2 separate regions of the Pan troglodytes genome follow, and region 1 is linked to region 2. The links are chromatin contacts, called in public HiChIP or PLAC-seq maps. All regions are on one chromosome and are shown on one strand. Each heading gives the region's core, a stretch centred on a gene start, on an enhancer-like site or on the middle of the called end of the contact. The rest is flanking DNA. Distances are from core to core; before and after follow the strand shown.

What was found. HiChIP or PLAC-seq counts read pairs in DNA pulled down with a chosen protein or histone mark.
Region 1: an H3K4me3 HiChIP or PLAC-seq map of stem cell-derived excitatory neurons shows a contact between it and region 2, with 2.2 times the contacts expected there. The contact joins the promoter of RRP8 here to the promoter of FHIP1B in region 2. A contact is called at or near these places in 1 of 7 Hi-C or Micro-C datasets (stem cell-derived neural progenitor cells) and 1 of 1 datasets of contacts at active chromatin or transcription factors (stem cell-derived excitatory neurons).

The regions. Positions count from the first base shown.
Region 1 is chr9:10,749,279-10,754,168 of NHGRI_mPanTro3-v2.0_pri, forward strand. RRP8 (ribosomal RNA processing 8) reads right to left here and starts at 3,134. Exons shown (of 8, transcript XR_008537959.2): 1 at 2,878-3,134; 2 at 1,337-1,700; 3 at 634-1,087; 4 at 411-540; 5 at 154-260; 6 at 1-67. ILK (integrin linked kinase) reads left to right here and starts at 3,716. Exons shown (of 10, transcript XM_054661992.2): 1 at 3,716-3,844. The coding sequence starts at 3,756.
Region 2 is chr9:10,381,217-10,385,577 of NHGRI_mPanTro3-v2.0_pri, forward strand. It overlaps FHIP1B (FHF complex subunit HOOK interacting protein 1B), which reads right to left and starts at 1,818. Exons shown (of 12, transcript XR_010147458.1): 1 at 1,514-1,818. The region is part of intron 2 of CNGA4 (cyclic nucleotide gated channel subunit alpha 4); the gene reads left to right.

The DNA of each region.
Region 1 (4,890 bases), core at 1,884-4,383, 370 kb after region 2:
CACAGCCCGCAGAAAGGTTCGAACATCCTCGAAGCGGCTGCTGACCTCAGCCACTTTCAGGAGACCCCTGAGAAAGACAGAAAGTTCTGTGTAAGTGCACAGACTCATGCATGCACACATACATACATGCATCTGTGTCCTGGGGGCTCTTACCCTGGCTTCAGTACTCTATTTGCCTCCTCTAGGAAGTCCCTGATGTTGGTTCCCATCAGTGAAAGGCAAAACACAGCCACATCCACAGACTCATCCTCCAGAGGAACCTGTGGAGAGTGAGAGTGTTGTATAAGGCACACAGTGCAGAAGAAGAAAGCCAGCACTGAGATACCAGGATGGGAAAGGGGAAGGAAGGGTTAGAGATTAGCATACGGAGGTTGGTCCTAGAGCACAAGCCAGATAACATAGGGGTTTACCTGGGCCATGTCACACACAGTGACCCTAGGGTCCAGAGAAGCCAAGTCAAAGCAATGCACAGGGTTCCGGATACTTGAAGCCAAGCGGCAATCCCCACAGCCGAAGTCAGCCACCACTAGGGATGCAGGCCTGAGAGTGGAAGGCAAGGGTCACATATTGGTCTGATCTGAGCCTATGACTGACCCACCACATGGCTTCTCACAGTCCCTGACCCCCATTCACCGCTGGCGAAGATCCCTGGCGATGCGGTCCACTGGCTGCAGTGGCCACTTCTTCACTTGGCTCTGGAAGCCGCGGTGGTAGAGAAGAAAAGCTTCAGGGTCTCCCTGGAAGAGACGCTGTGCAGCACTGCTGGGCCCTGAGTACAACTGTTCATTGAGGTAGCGAAATCGGGCCCCATCCAGCCGCTGTGCCATGCGGGCTCGCAAAGCCCCTGCCCGAGCCTCATGGCTGTCTGTCCTGGGAACAGGAGGCACCTCTGTCTTCTCTGTGGGGGCCTCAGCTGGGGCCTGGTCTGGCACCTGAGGTGGCTGAAACTTGTTCTTACATCTTCTCTTGTTCTTTTGCCGGTTCCGCCACTGCTTGCGGCTTAATGTATGAGGGGGTTTAGGGGAAGTGGACCCAGGGCTTTGCTTTGGTGGATCATTTGTAGTACTACCCTTCCAGGCTTTGGGACCTACAGGGAGGGAGATGGGAAGGTGCACATGAGGCAAGATCTCTTACATTCAGAGTCACGGCAAGTCATCCCAGCCATACCTCTGTCTTTGAGATCGTGACTGTGGCCTGCATAGAAGTACTTCTTATTGCCTGAGTACACCATTAGCCCCAATCCTAATGGCAGTGGATAATCACTCTTGTATGTAGAACCAGCTGACCCCCCGACACACACACACCAACACACACACATATACACATCCAATGGTACCTGTTTGGTCAACATTGTCCAGGTGCTGGGCTGAATTTATAGGGGCATGTTTCTGGCATTTCCTCTTTCCTTTCTCATCTTCAGCAGAGTCACTGCCAACAAGAGCCTGTTTGTGGCATTTCTTCTTCCTTTCTACTTCTTCCTCAGAGTCACTGCAAGGTGGGCCCTGTTTTTGACATTTCTTCTTCCCTTTCTTCCCTACTTCAGCAGAGGCACTGGCAAATGATGCCTTTTTGGGGCATTTCTTCTTCCTTTCCTCCTCCTCCTCCTCAGAGTCACTTATACATAGGCTGGGGGGATGCTGGGAAAGAGATGCTGCCTCTAGGGCCCGTAATGTGGCCAAGAGCTGGCGGCGCTTGGAGCCCTGGAGGAAAACAGGGGATGAGAGTGGGCCTAAAGAGAATGGATGAGGCCTGGAGAACAAGAAGGGAGAGATGTGGACCTGATTCAGACTGGCAGAAGCATCTGAATTCTTCCCAGTCAAGCCTGCCAGAACCCAGAAGAACTTTTATGTCACCACCCCAACTTCTGGGAAGCTGGAGAGCAGAGAAACCACCTATCCCACTTTCTTCAATGTGTAAATGAGCTAATGGAGGTTTCCCCAAAGGAAAATGCAAAGGCCACAAGCAACAAGACCAAGGCCAGAGACCAGGAATTCCAACCCTTCACCTTGAGCTTTTGCCTAGAGCTGATACATTTCTGTAAGAGGTAAGGAGGCTTCTGAACACAGGAGACACATGATCACACACGTATATTAAATATTTAACATGTCTCTAGCTGCAGTGTAGAAAACAAACTGAAGGGGAGAAATTGCAGACAGAGAGGCCAGCGGCTTGGACAATGGTAATGGGGCTAGGGGACGAAAAAGGAGGAAACAAAGCAGGCCGATTCCATGTTGGAGGCAGACTGAAGGGTAAGAAAAGCCTGAGGAAGCAGGGCCCTCACATCTGCAGAGGCTCAAAGGAGAAGATGTATTGTCGGGAAGGCTGATTCTGTGTTGCAGTCCTACCAGGTAATCCTAGGCCAGGCACTTACCCTGATTCTAAGTTTCCCACACCCTCCTTTGAACAATGATACTGACAACTCTTACTGTCTCCAATCCATCCTCCACACTGCAACCAACGACCCTTTCAAAATACAAATCTGAAGAAATAATTCCATTGCCTAAAACCTTTCATTGGCTTCTATTCTCAATATACGCAAAACTTCTACCTCTTGAACAGCATCCCCTTTCATTTACTATGTATTTCAACCACAAGGACCACTTGTGTTTGTGACCCTAACAGAACATGCTCTCTTGTCCCAGGGCCCTTGTACGTACTTTTTCCTGTCTGAAGAACCCTCTTCGCTTCACCAACTTCTACTCAACAACTCTCTCTGACCCAACGTCAGTTTCTTTTGGAAGTTCTCGGATCTTCAGATCAGGACTCGCCCTTAACGGTGCCACAGGTGTCCCTCCCCGCAATACACACAGCGCTGGGATCCACCAATGTCCGCTTCGCGGCCTGAAACAGCTCCCATCGCCCCTGCGAGTCACTCACCTTGTTTTGCGAGGAGGCCGCAGGCGGAGGTCGTGAGATTACGGGCCCAAGGCCCGCGGCTACTGGGGCCGCCTCGGCCCACTCAGGCTCTTCGAACATGAGGGTCGGGAGGGCAGGGTCGCCGAGTCCCCGCTCTTCTCCACGTGCACAGCGCTCCTCTGGAAGTCGGAGCGCTCAGACCTGCCAGAACCGACCCGGAAACCAAAGCGTGACGGCCAGGGGTTGCTAGAGCGGCCGGCGCGGCGCAGCGAACCATCGAGTTTAGCCAGGCGCGGCTAGAAGGGCAGGGAGGCGGTGGGAGGGGAGGGACGGAGGCCCGCGCTGCCCAAGAGCGCCACGGGCGGGGCGGGGCGGGGCGGGGCCGGCGGCGGGCTGCGGGCGCGGCCGGACGGGAGTTCCCCGGAGAAGGATCCTGCAGCCCGAGTCCCGGTGAGTGCGAGAGGACCCGCGCCCCCTGTTACCCCTCACTTCTCCTGAGTTCCAAGTAAGGAACGGAGCCAACCCTGGGGAGGACCCCCGGTCCCCTCTCCCAGAGTATACGGAGCCTGAACCTCCCCACTTCCCCCAACTCTGTTCGCCGATCGGGTCTAGTTGCCTGCTCTCGGACATCCGTTCAGCAGACACGACCTCTTCGTCACCCCCTGCCCACCCTGACCCGCCTTTACCTCGCGTCTAGAGGACACAGCCAGGGATCATCCCGCAGCCCCGAACTCCTTCACAGACCCCCACTAGCCGGGGACGCAGCTCAGGCCCCCTACCCCCAACACAAACACTTCTCTCCTGTAGAGGATAAAGCTTGGGGTTCATCCTCCTTCCCTGGATCACTCCACAGTCCTCAGGCTTCCCCAATCCAGGGGACTCGGCGCCGGGACGCTGCTATGGACGACATTTTCACTCAGTGCCGGGAGGGCAACGCCGTCGCCGTTCGCCTGTGGCTGGACAACACGGAGAACGACCTCAACCAGGGGTGAGCCGAAACGGTTGGTGGATGAGAGGAAGGCTAGAGATCTGGCTACGTGGAGTGGAGTGCTCATGTCTGGTGGTGGCGGCTGCCTTTGCTAGCCAGTGTAATGAGTGCTAAGCATAGCCTGTGGCGGGCAGAGGGTTTTCACAGAGGACGCAGTTTGAGCTGAATCTTGACTGCAGAATAAGAGTTTCACAGGCAGAGGCTACAGAGAGCTTTCCAGCCTCAGTAGACTGCATGGCCAAAGGCTAGGGGGCAAGGCACAGAGCAGAGAGAACAGGAAATTGTCTGGAGTTCCATATGGCTGGAGGATAGATGATCTCTGTGGGTCGGAGCATTGGGTACAAGAGGAAAAGAACAGGACATAAGACTGTAGAGGTCTCCAAGGATCAGCCAGATCATGCAAGCATATTTAGGCTATAAGAAGGTCTTTATTTTAAAAGCAAGGTTTTAAAGCTGTATAGTGACATAATGAGATTGTCCATTTTTCAGTATCATCTTGGATGCTTTGTGAAGAGCAGGTGGAAAGGAGGCAATTGCCTAGTTCATCGTAGAAGTAATGATGTCTTGGACTAGAATTAGGGTGAGTGAAAAAGAGAAGTGATCAAATTCCAGAAGTCTTTAGGACGAAGAATTGTGGAACTTGGTGTGGGGAGTGAGTAGGGGCAAGGATGAGGACCGGGGTTCTGGCTTGGGAACTTGGTTGTTTTTACTGAGATGGAGAAAACTGGAGGATGAGGCATTTTATTCTGGACATGTTAAAGTTAAGGTGACAATGCAGCAAGGTGGAAATGTTGAGTGTGTTGTTGGTTATGCAGATTTGCAATTCAGGGGAGGAACCTGACTTGGAGACACAGATTTGAGAGCTATCAGCATATAGATAGCATATATATATCATATATATAGATGATACTTGAAGACATGGTTGTGAAGGAGAATGTCTCAGGAGAGTGGAAGGCAAGAGGTCAGGGGACAGGAAGCCTGCACGACAGAAAAGGAGCAACTGGAAGTTGAAAAAGAAATAGGAAAATGTGTGAGTAAAGCTTACA
Region 2 (4,361 bases), core at 568-3,067:
CTACTCTAAACTCTGAACTGTAAGTTCTGACTGACTGGGCAAGTTGCCAAGTGTTCTACCAATATGGAGGCCTGTCTGGACTCCAGAAAGAAGCAATGAGAATATACTACAGGATATAGGAGTTGGCTCTGAAGCTAAGACTCTGGAAAAGAATGGGGACTGAGGCTGTCTAATTCTCAGGAAATGGTCTCTCCCTGTCCAATGTAGAGTTAAGGAAAGACTTAACTCTTTCTAGGAAAGACTTAACTCTTTCTGAGTCTGGAAAGAATAGGATGTCCCAACCCCACGGCAGACTAGCAGTAGAGAGGAAAATTTAGTAGTGTGAAAGTGGCCATTATCACTGAATGCCAAACCAACTTTCCAGAATTTCACGTGCATTTGGGTTGGTGGGGAGAAGAGGACCTAAAAGAATGCTAGTAAGATGAACCCAACTACAGGGTGTGGAGAGGAAGAGATGAATTTTCAGGTGGCTGAAATGTTCAGTATCTTGAGACTGATGATGATTTCACAGATGTGTACACATGTCAAAACTCATCAAACACACATTTTAAATATAATATAAACTAGCTTTTTAAAAAATTCAACTGTAAGAAAGGAGAGTAAGGCCATCCTGTTTGGGATCCTAAATATAGTGCGTATAGGGCAAACCATATGACCTCCATAAAAGTGGAATTAGCAACTGAATATGGTCAATCCAATCAAAGACCCACAGTTAAGCACAGGTAAGGAGCAACAGTGGAATAAGGTTATCCAGAAGCAAGTAGAGAGAAAACACAAGCTGTCACAGCGCAAAACCCTTCATGAGAGGGCCCATCTTCAACTATGCAGTCCAGAGAAGGAACTCGAAGGAACTGAAGTTTCTGTGATTACTCTGTTGAAGTCTGAGCCTCAAATATGACTTTCATTACCATAGTACTATTGCCTATGACACCTTCATTTTCTCGTCCTCCAGAATATGGAAAGTCCATGGGAGCAGAGGAGTCAGGTGCACAACACTTCCATCTAAGCTGCCCTATTTTGTCTAAAACTATTGCTCTCACTGGACAGGGCAGTCCATCGAAGGAGGCCTCAGAACCAACCTCTCACCTTTATCCAAGTCTCACAAGCCCTAATTCCCTTCTTCCATGCCTCGCCTTCAACTCCCTCACCAATTTGCCGCCACCCCGCAGGCTCCCACCTGCGCCTTTTACTCTCTCTCTCCTCGCGCAGGCCTTACCCCTCACTCTAGTCCCAGGGTATCCTTCACACCAGCCCTCAGTAGCCCCAGCCCTAGTAAACCGCGTTCAGGAGTCCCTTCAACTTGGCACCTCCGAAAGCACCCAGCCTCTCACAGCCCCTCATTTGTCCACTCACCTGTAAGCTCTCACTCTCCTTCCCTATCTTAGACACTCACACCCGGACCCTCACCACCTGCCAACCCCTCACAACCAGTACAGTAACCAAACCCGTCACCGTCTTTTCCCAGTCTCTCATCCCCACAAACGACTCTCCAGGCCCTCTGGCCCATGCGTACCGTTCACTCACGGAATGCCGAACCTGGCCGGGCCCGGTTGTTGCTGCGGTGTTAGGTGAGTTCAGGCCGCCGCCATCGCTTCTCAGGCGCACCAGCCGCGCCCCGCCCCGCGCCACACGCAGCCCGCGCCCCCGCGCACCACACGCAACCGCCCGGCGACGCACGACTGGGCAATGGCGTGCCAGCTCATTGGCTGAGCCAGACCAAACCCGAGCAAGGACGCTTGTTTCCTGGCAACGGCTAAACGCAGGGGCGGGGTCGCCGACGGCTATCCAAGGGAGGAACACCGCCTCTCCTCTTGGTTCCGTCCCTTCGTACGTAAACCCCGCCCCTCAGAAGGACTCCGGCGTGTCATAGGCGAAGGCCTCTGGGAAGGTGGAGGCCGGCAGGGCGGAGGCGGAGCCCGGGAAGGAAAGGTGGAACCAGAGGGCAGAAGGCGGGACCTAAGGAGAGGCGATTTTTACAGGCAGGGAAAGATCAGAAGGGCGGGGCTTGGGAGAGATGGAGCCGGAAGAAAGACGAGCGAGAAAGGGGTGGGGCCATGGATTCCGGGAGACGCTTGGAGTGGAAGAGTGGGTGTGGCGGGGCGTGGCTATCACGAAAAGAGAGGAGGAATCAGTAGGTGGGCCGGGCCTGCGGGAAAGTGGAGCCCTGGAGAGGGCTGACTGCGGGCACTCTAGTTCATTTTGCTCCATCGTCGTGCATAGCTTGGTCTCTACTTTACGGTGACTGCCCCTGGCTCCCCCAACACCGCTGTGCTGTGCTGCTCCGTGACCCCTTGAGCACTTAGTCAAGGAACACGGAATAAGTGCCTGCATGCCCAGCTGGATTCCGGATCAATTAGAACCGGCCTCTGCTCTCCAGGACCTCAGAGAATTGCAGCGTAGTGTAATAAGTACATTACTACGGGGGCCACCTAGGAGCAGCACTTAGCATGATTTGCATGTATAGAGGATGAGAGGAAGGTACGGTGAAGGAGCTTAGGGAAGACTTCCGGGAGGTGATGGTGTCTAAGCCGAGTCTTGGGAAACAAGCAAGAGTAAGATAAACTAAAATAGAAAAATAGAAGTTTCAGATAAGGCATGTAGTTTTAAAAGTACTTTACCGGCTGGGCGCGGTGGCTCACGCCTGTAATCCCAGCACTTTGAGAGGCCGAGGCGGGCGGATCACGAGGTCAAGAGTTCGAGACCAGCCTGACCAACATAGTGAAACCCCGTCCCTACTACAAATACAAAAATTAACTGGGCGTAGTGGCGCGCGCCTGTAATCCCAGCTACTTGGGAGGCTGGGGCAGGAGAATCGCTTGAATCCGGGAGGCGGAGGTTGCAGTGAGCCGAGATCGCACCACTGCATTCCAGCCTGGGCGACAGGGCGAGACTCCGTCTCAAAAAAAAAAGAAAAGAAAAGAAAAAAAGAAAAGTATTTTGCCAATGTTAAATACCTGGTTTTTATCATTGTGCTATAGTTATGTAAGATCATAACGTTAGGGGAACATGGATAAGGAATTTATGAGAACTCTGTATTATTTTTGCAACTTTTCTGTAAGCCTAAAATTAGTTCAAATAAAAAGTATTTAAAAAGAAATAGAAGTTTCAGACCAAAAGATCAGCATATACCAGGGAAAGGAAGAATGGACAGCATGTGGGAGGTGCTGTAAGAACTGCAATCAGTACAGTGTGTCGGGAGCCTAGGGAACATGTGAGGAAACATTGTGAGATGAGGCTGAAGACATGGACTGGAGAACTTTATAAACCATGTTAAGGAATTTAGATTTTATTTTTGGGATGATAGCTATAAAGAATTTTATACATAGATTGATAGTTACACAGTAACTTTGCAAAAGACCAAACAAGCTGATAAGGCCCAAACTAGAGTAGCAAAAATGCAGAGAAGTGGACATGTGGATTTTTAGAAGGTAGCTCACCATGGTTTGATGATTGGGTGGATATAAGAGGAAAATAAGAGGAAGACTTCAAAACTAATGCTTAGTTTATATAAATTCAAAAACAGGTAAAACTAAACTGTGATATTAGAATTCAGGATAGTGATTATTCTTGGAAAAACATTGACTGAAAGGGGCAGAATGGGGCTCCTGAGGCACTGGTGATGTTCTGTTTCTTGATCTGAGTGCTTGGTTATATGGGTGTGTTCACTTCGTGAAAATGTATTAAGCTATATACTTAAGGATTGTACACCTTTCTCTGTGTTTGTTTGTTCTGATTACTATGCTATGTGACAAACCAACCCAAACTTAGTGTCATAAAAACAATAGCCATTTTATTATGTGCACAAATTCTGGGAATTTGGACGAGATGCAATAGGAATGGCTTGTCTCTATTCCATGATGTCTGGGGCCTTATTTGTAAAGCTTGAACATCTAGAGGTGATTTGAGGCTGGTGGCTGGAAGCATCTAGAGGCTTCTTCAGTCACACATCTAATTCCTGGGCTGGGATAATGAAAAAGCTGAACTCATTGGGGGAACTGTCAAACAGAACTTCTCACAATGTGATGGGTAGGTTCCAAGAGGGAACATTCTGAGAGGGAGCTACCAGACAACAAGCATTCCAAGAGAACCAGAGGGAAGCTGCATGGCCTTTTATGATCTAGCCTTAGAAGTCATACAACATCACTTCTGCTATACAAACTATCACAAGGGAGTGGTGTCGAAGAATTTGTGACCATTTTTTTTAACTGCCACAACGTTATACAGTAATAGTAATAAATGCTTGTCATAGGTTTTTTGCTGAAAGGGCATAGATAGGAATTCTAGAAGAAAAAGTGGAGGAAGATAATGAGCTTAGTTATAGACCCAATGGGTTGAAGGTGACTGCAGGATACCCAAGTAGG